Linked DNA regions of Sus scrofa: region 1 is linked to region 2. The links are chromatin contacts, called in public HiChIP or PLAC-seq maps. All regions are on one chromosome and are shown on one strand. The core of a region is the stretch at or near the end of the contact, and the rest is flanking DNA. Distances in the headings are between cores, read along the strand shown.

Region 1 (3,740 bases), core at 1,108-3,607, 60 kb before region 2:
CACCTCCTTGCGGCTCCCCCCACCACCAAGCAGGTTCCGCCCAGCACTACCTCTCCTTCAGCAGGGGATGTTTAGTCCCCAGTCTCCGCAGGACTTGTTCCCTCACTTTCTTCAGGCCCTTGTTCAAATGCTGCCTTCCCAACAAGCCTGCCCCAACCACCCTATTTACCGCCACCACCACCTGGCCTCCGGAATTCCCTGTTCCCAGATCTTTGCTCCATTTCGTCCCAAGGCACATACCACTTACTTCTAACCCACTCTAAGCTTTCCCTTACTGTCAGGTGCATCACCTGTCTCTCCTCAATGTGAGTTCCCTGGAGGAAGGGATTTTTGTCTGTTTTGTTCACTTGTATAACCCCCAAGGCACACAGGAGGTGCTTGATATGCATTTGTGAAAGAACCAATGCATGCATGAATGGACTTGCTTTTAGGTCCCTCTTCTGCCTTAAAACCATGTGGAGCCAACCACATTCTCGCCCACCCCACCCAACCAAGCAGCACCAAGCCCATGAAACTCAAGGAAGGAACTGGGCTCGCTCTACTGGAAGCAGGAGTTCTCTTTCCACAGAGGCTACTAAGAAGCTGCGCTGTAAGCCAGAGCTTCTGGGGACCATTTCGCCACTAGGAGAGGAGAGAATGAAACCTATACAAGGCCAAGGATAGAGAGAAAAAGACTCCTGAGTTCTTCCTGTGTGCCTGGAGCACCTGGATTTTCAGCTATCATCAATTTCCTTCTTGCTTAAGCCAGCCTGAGTTGACCTCGCTTAAAACCCTGTCCACATCCACCCAATCATTTGGCAGGTGGCAGCTGTGTGCAGGGGACAGGAATGGGATTTCCAAGGCTATCCCTGTAAATGTGACCTCAGGCCTATCACCTCCCTGTGTGATTACTGAATTCCCATCAGTGAATCGGGCTACTAACAGAACCTCCTATCCACTTACAACACAGGCTGTCCTGAGGATCAGCTGGAAATGACAACAAGTGTTTGTGACAAGAGTCACACAAACTCATTTATTAATTCACAAACAACCCTGTGGGGCAGGCCCTATTATCTCTCCAATTTACAGACAAAATGGAGACAAAGAGAAGTGATGTGATTTACCCAAGGTCACATGGCCAGGGGTGGCAGTGCATGACAGGGGTCACTGACCCTCCCATGCACCAGAAAGCAGCTTCAAGTCAGTGGAGCCGATTCCAACCCAAGAACCTTCAGGCACTAACTGTGACCTGGCGCAAGTTACCACCTCTCTGAGACAGGGTCCTGCCTAAACCAAGGGGACAATCCCTACTGGAAAAGGGCTGGTCAGATGATTTAAAATGGTGCAATGGTGGAGTTCCTGGTGTGGCATAGTGGGTTAGGAATCTGACTGCAGCAGCTTGGGTCACTGCAGAGGAGAGGATTCAATCCCAGGCCCAGAGCAGTTGGTTAAAGGATCCGGCATTGCCGCAGCTACAGAGTAGGTAGCAGCTGTGGCCCAGATTCAATCTTTGGGTGGGAGAACTTCCACCTGCTGTGGGTGCAGCCAAAATAGTAATAATAAAAATGAAAAATAAAGGCGTTCCTGTTGGGGCTCAGCAGATTAAGAACCTGAACAGTATCCATGATGATGCAGGTTCAATCACAGGCCTTGCTCAATGAATAGGTCAAGGATCCTGCATTGCCAGGAGCAGTGGTATAGGTCACAGATGTGGCTCGGATCCCACCTTGCTGTAGCTGTGGTATAGGTTGGCAGCTGCAGTTCCAATTCAACCCCTAGCCTGGGAACTTACACATGCCACAGGTGTAGTTCTAAAACATTAAAAACTAAAACAAAAATGAAAAATAAAAGTAGAGCACTATACATGGTGACTGATGACCGCTAAAGAATGGCAGCCAGGAGTTCCTGTCATGGCTCAGCAGAAACAAATCTGACTAGCATCCATGAGGACGCAGGTTCAATCCCTGGCCTCACTCAATGGGTTAAGGATCTAGTGTTGCTGTGAGCTGTCGTGTAGGTCACAGATGCTGCTCAGATCCTGCATTGCTGTGACTAAGGTGTAGGCTGGCAGCTACAGGTCCAATTTGACCCCTAGCCTGGGAACCTCTGTATGCTGAGGGTGCAGCCCTAAAAAGACAAAAAAAAAAAGCCAGCCACCAACAACTGTGAGGTCCCAAACAGTTTACCCTTAGAGATTCAGTGGGATCAGCCCTAGGGGCAGGGGCCACAGTCAATCCATCTGACAGATGAGATAATTGAAGCTCTGAGAAGGGAAGTGTGAAGCCTCTGACTCCCTTCACCTTTCACAGACTGTGTCACTGACAGAGCAGAAAGCAGAAGGCAGGTTCCCTGCTTCCCCAGGCAACTTCTCAGCACCACCCACTTCCTCCTCTCACCCCAAAACCCAAATGTTCCTCCTTCTGCCTTGAGAGGAACCTCACCCTTTCTGCTTAAGGCCCAGGAAAACCAGCCCAGCCTTAGCCTCCAGGACTTCCCACAGACCCAGCTCCCCCCATTCTAAGGACCAGATAAGACCTTTGGGCCCACATCCTTGACTCCTATGAGTGTCTAACCATGCCCTCAAAAAGCATGGGCCAGGGAACAGGGGACTGGGAGGAGCAGCACCTGTCCAAGGCCACACGGGGCTGCTCAGTGGCAGAGGCACAGAGCCTGGTGGCGGAGTCCGACAGACCTTGAGGCGAGTCCCGGCTCTGCCACTCTCTAGCTGTGGGGCCTTGGGCATGTGACCTCACCTCTCTGAGCCTCAGTTTCCCCATCTGAAAAACATAAAGAGACAAACAAGAGGTCCCTGCTGCACAATGAGGTCATGAGGATTAAATCAGGCAGCTCGTGAAGCACCTGACCCAGGGCCTAGACAGAGAGGTGCCCAAAAGCAGGAACTGTGATTTTGACACTCACCCCTCTACCCCCACCCTGGGCCTCTGCCTAGGTCTTGCCCTCTCTCACCTGGGGCCCTGAGTGAACCTCCTCCCTTATCTCCTCAATCCCCACTACTGACTACCAGACCCTGCCCTGCAGCCAAAGCTTCCAGCACAAGCCTTACTCAAAAAACCTGTCCATCTCCCCTGCCCCAAATGCCCAGTGACTCCCCTCCCAGGTGGCCTTTCTCTTTGGCACAGACCGGCGGTAGAGACTATCTGTTCGCCCAGAGCCCACTGGGCACGGTAGGGGTGGAAGGAGGGCAGGATCAGGGTGAACCCACGTGTGTCTATTCATTCCTCCATCCGACAGAGATTTACCAACAGCCAGGAATGCTGGGCAGACATGAGGGCCCCGCCACAAATGGGGCTGGGAGCCAAGTGAGCCCCAGTCAAGGACCCCTCAAGGGGGCCAGGCCCTCCCTGGGTGCTTTCTCTATCTTAACCCTGAGTTCTCACAGCACTTTCATTACCCTGTTTACAGCGGAGGAAACAGTCCAACCTCTGGTCTGGAATACAAGAGGATGGCACACAGAAGAGGAGGACAGGGAAGCTCCACCAGGGAAAAGGAGAAACATGCATCATCTGAGCCACGGCTCCAGCCCCGGCCTGAACCACGGGCGTCTCGAGCGCTCTCCTTACTTCTCTCCTCAGCTCACCCACAGGGGCCTTTTATACAGTGCGTACTACACTACCTTCACACGCTGCACATCTACCAACCTTTTTTTTATTATTAAACATGCAGGTAAAATTTCATTTATTTATAATTTATTTTTTCATTTTCTAAGGCCGCACCAGCGGCACATGGAAGTTCCTGGGCTA
Region 2 (3,289 bases), core at 744-3,243:
ACTGAGAGGAGCCAGCGGCGACGCCAGAGCCGGGAATCCGGGTGAGTCGGGGCCCTGGGTCTAAGATGCCCCTGGTGTCCAGTGAGACTCAAGAGGAACTGCCCTTTCGACTTTTTCTCCTCGCACGGGTTCTTCGGTGCTCCAAGCACTCTGTTACATGGGAGTTGTAGTCTGCCTTGTACTGTCGACTATGGGCCGGAGATGTAAGAAGACTACCATTCCCAGCAGGAACTGCGATTAGCCGGTCAACAAATGCTCAGGCCACGCCTTCCGAGCCTTCTCATTGGAGTGCCTGTCCCTTAGCCCCACCTTCTTTCATTTCATTGGCTACTGTCCCTCACAGAGGCTGGGTTCCGGCCTAGAGTGCAAGGCGACTGGGTACTGTATTCGTCATTCGGTACTAAGACGGACTACGATTGGTCAATACTGGTGCCGATCATTTCATGTAGGGAGGGATCCTGGGCTGATCCGGCGGTCGTAGGCTCGGGTTGGTGTCGGTCCCAGAGGGAGGCCGATCTTGGACTTTGGCCCCACCCCCTAGCGCTGCCGGGTGGGCGCGATTGGTTGTGGCAAGCGTCGCTCGGCGGTGAGAGGCGGAGCTGTCCAGGCTCCGAATACTTATTGGTCTAGGATGGCGCCGGTCAGCGGGGTTGTGGCCGCTGATTGGCTGGCTGCTCCAGCTGTTGCAGGTCCATTCACCATTTTGTATGTTGGAGTAAAAAAAAAGGGAGAATCGAGAGGGAGAGCCGGAGGGGGGGCGGGGAGGGACCGGACCGGACCGAGCCGGGGCCTCGGCCCCCGCCCCGAAACCCCGCTGAGCCCGAGGTGAGGGGCGGGGCCAGGGCTGACACAGGCAGGGGGTATTTGGGGTGCTGGGGCCGAGAGGGGACAGGTGGCAGGGACGGGGAGGGGGTACAGGGGAAAAGGCGTGAGTAGGATGGTGGGAAGGGGACTGAGTGGAGGAGGTGGTGGGGAGGAGGAGTGACAGAAAAAGGCTGACAAGGAGGGGGTGTTGGGCAGAAAATAGGTAACAGGAATGGAGGGCTGATAGGACTAGATCAGGGTGACAGGGAGAGGGAGGGGACAGAGTTCGAGGGGGTGACAAGGAGAGCTGATGGGGAGAGGTGACAGGTCCAGAGATGGCTGACATGAGAGTGACTGGAGGGAAGAGGTGACAGAGATAGATGAGGTTGACAAGGAGGGGTGCCTGAGGAGGGGACCTAGGGCCTCTGAAGAGAGAGGTAGAGATAGAGATGGTGACAGGATGGGAGAGAGTGTGGCAGAGAAACTGGTGCTAGGAGGCCCGATGGGAGCAGAGGACAGGAGACCCTGAAGAGCCTGGGCCGGCCCGGGGTTCAGGAGTTACTGCTTAGACTCTGAGGGAGGTGAGGGCTCACAGGGCCTTGGGTAGGAGTTAGCCAGAGAGGAGTGGACAGGAAGAGAGTAGGCCCCAAGGGAAAGAGAGAGGCTGCTTGGTTTCTGGTGTGATGAGGCTGGGCTGGGCAGCAGAGTCCAGGGGTGCCAGGCAGTGTAGTTACAGGCCCTGGGTGGGGTCTGCAAAGGTTTGTGTTGGGGCTGGATCTCAGTCCTCAGGATGATGGGCCCAGCAGGTCAGTGGGGAGAAGGTGGTGGTGGTGACTCCTGGGCACTTGGGTTCCTGTCCCAGTGTGAGAAGCCCCGGGCCCTCCAGCCTCTGCCTGTGAGGACCCTAGGTATGGCTCAGAGAAGGGGCCAACTGGGACTGCAGGACCCAAGGGAGCAGCAGGCCCCAAGTAGGAGAGCATGTGGTCAGGGATACCGTAGGAGCCTGAAGTCAGGGTTGCCTCTGCTTGTGTTTGTCTTATGGTCCTGGGTCCCCCAACTCTCCAAGAGGCCCCCCCTTTGGGCCTCTCAGGTTCTCTTAGTCACTTTAGAGTAAAGTTTTTTCCCTTCTCTTTTCTCAGGGCAGCTTGAAAGGGGGCGGGCAGTAATGACTGTTCAGGAAGTGGGTGAGGTTGGTCTGCTGGGCTTGTCCTGCTTTCTTTGACCTTCTCCTACTTACCCCCACCTGGAGTCTGAGGGCATATTTGGGGGCCAGGGGGGCCCGGTCGGCTCCGCCACCTTGCCAGAGCCAGCCCAGCCAGGGCGGGGATGCAAGCAGGTCAGAAGAGGGGGCTGGGCTTTCGGGTATCATACTGGGTGCTGTGGGGGGAGGGGCAGGCTTCCATCCAGTGGGACAGTGAAACCCTGGGGTGTAGCTCTGTGCCCCACTGTGTGATGACGTGTGCGTGCCTCTGTGTGTGCGTGTGTGTGTGTGTGTGTGTGTGTGTGTGGCTTTGTGGGCATGTGTGTGCTTATTCACGGCCCCGTGGCAGCATTGGGTATGAGCTTTTGCCCCAGACTTGCCCCTGCCTGTTCCCTGCCAGGATCTGGGGAGACAGCTATACCTGGCAGGCCTGGGGTGCAGAGCAACGTGGGCAGCTGTCCCTTGGGACTCTCAGCTACGCACTCCTTCCCACAATGCCTGGCCATGCCCAGGCTGCCCATGGGGGTCGGGGGGTGGTGGTAGAGAGAGGCTCCCATCACAGCCCCGTTACCTCCCTTTCTGTGACTGTGTGCCTGTGCATGTGTGTGTGTGAGTGTGCGTGCTCTCTGGACAGTGACAGTGCAAGGAAGTGTGCCCTCTGGATCATGTGACAGGCGGCAGCACACTGAAATGGTTAGGAGCACAGACTGGAGCCAGATCGCCTGGGTTCAGATCTTAGCTCTGCCCTTTCCTAGCTGGATGAATTTAGACAGGTTGCTTGATCTCTCTGTGCTCCATTTTCCTCAAGTGTGGAATGGGGCTGATAGTAGCACCTGCCTCTTAGGGTTGTTGTGATGCTGAAATGGGTTAATAAAGTCAGGCTTAGCCCAGGGCTTGGCATAAAGTTAGTGCTCCATAGGCATGAACTGTTACTGCTTGTCATGTCCCCTTGGGGCAGTCAGAGTGTGTGCTTGCACCTACTCTGTTCTCTGCACAGGAGGCAGATGGGTGCCAGTCTGTGTCTGGGTGCCGGCCAGGGGCAGCCAGGAAGGAGACCTTGGAGATTGTGGAGGTGAGGCAGTGGCCTCAGCAAGTGGAAAGTCCTGGGGAAAACGGGGTCTGGGAGTCTTCCTGAGTTGCTTCCAATGATCCCCGTCTGCCCTTTCACCCTGCAGGTGGACAAAAGATGAAGCCAATGAAGAAGGCATGTGCTGGCCTCCCAGGTTCTGGCACTGGTGGCAAGTCCCCACCAGCTACCAGGGCCAAGGCCCTGAGGCGGCGAGG

The links. HiChIP or PLAC-seq counts read pairs in DNA pulled down with a chosen protein or histone mark.
Region 1: an H3K27ac HiChIP or PLAC-seq map of alveolar macrophages shows a contact between it and region 2. The contact joins the enhancer-like site here to the promoter of CIC in region 2. A contact is called at or near these places in 2 of 5 promoter capture datasets (fetal liver and liver), 4 of 47 Hi-C or Micro-C datasets (fetal liver, heart right ventricle, liver and 1 more) and 1 of 2 datasets of contacts at active chromatin or transcription factors (alveolar macrophages).

Annotation. Positions count from the first base shown.
Region 1 is chr6:49,722,613-49,726,352 of Sscrofa11.1, reverse strand. All of the region lies in intron 5 of DEDD2 (DNA-binding death effector domain-containing protein 2), which reads right to left. Among named protein-coding and RNA genes, the nearest start is that of DEDD2, 14 kb to the right of the region's middle. Within about 2 kb of position 2,357, at least 10 of the 83 cell types and tissues checked have an H3K27ac peak or open chromatin away from gene starts, as enhancers often do. A contact at or near this core is called in alveolar macrophages, liver and retroperitoneal adipose tissue, where this site is marked.
Region 2 is chr6:49,662,850-49,666,138 of Sscrofa11.1, reverse strand. CIC (protein capicua homolog) reads left to right here and starts at 1,993. Exons shown (of 22, transcript XM_021094423.1): 1 at 1,993-2,140; 2 at 3,181-3,289. The coding sequence starts at 2,131.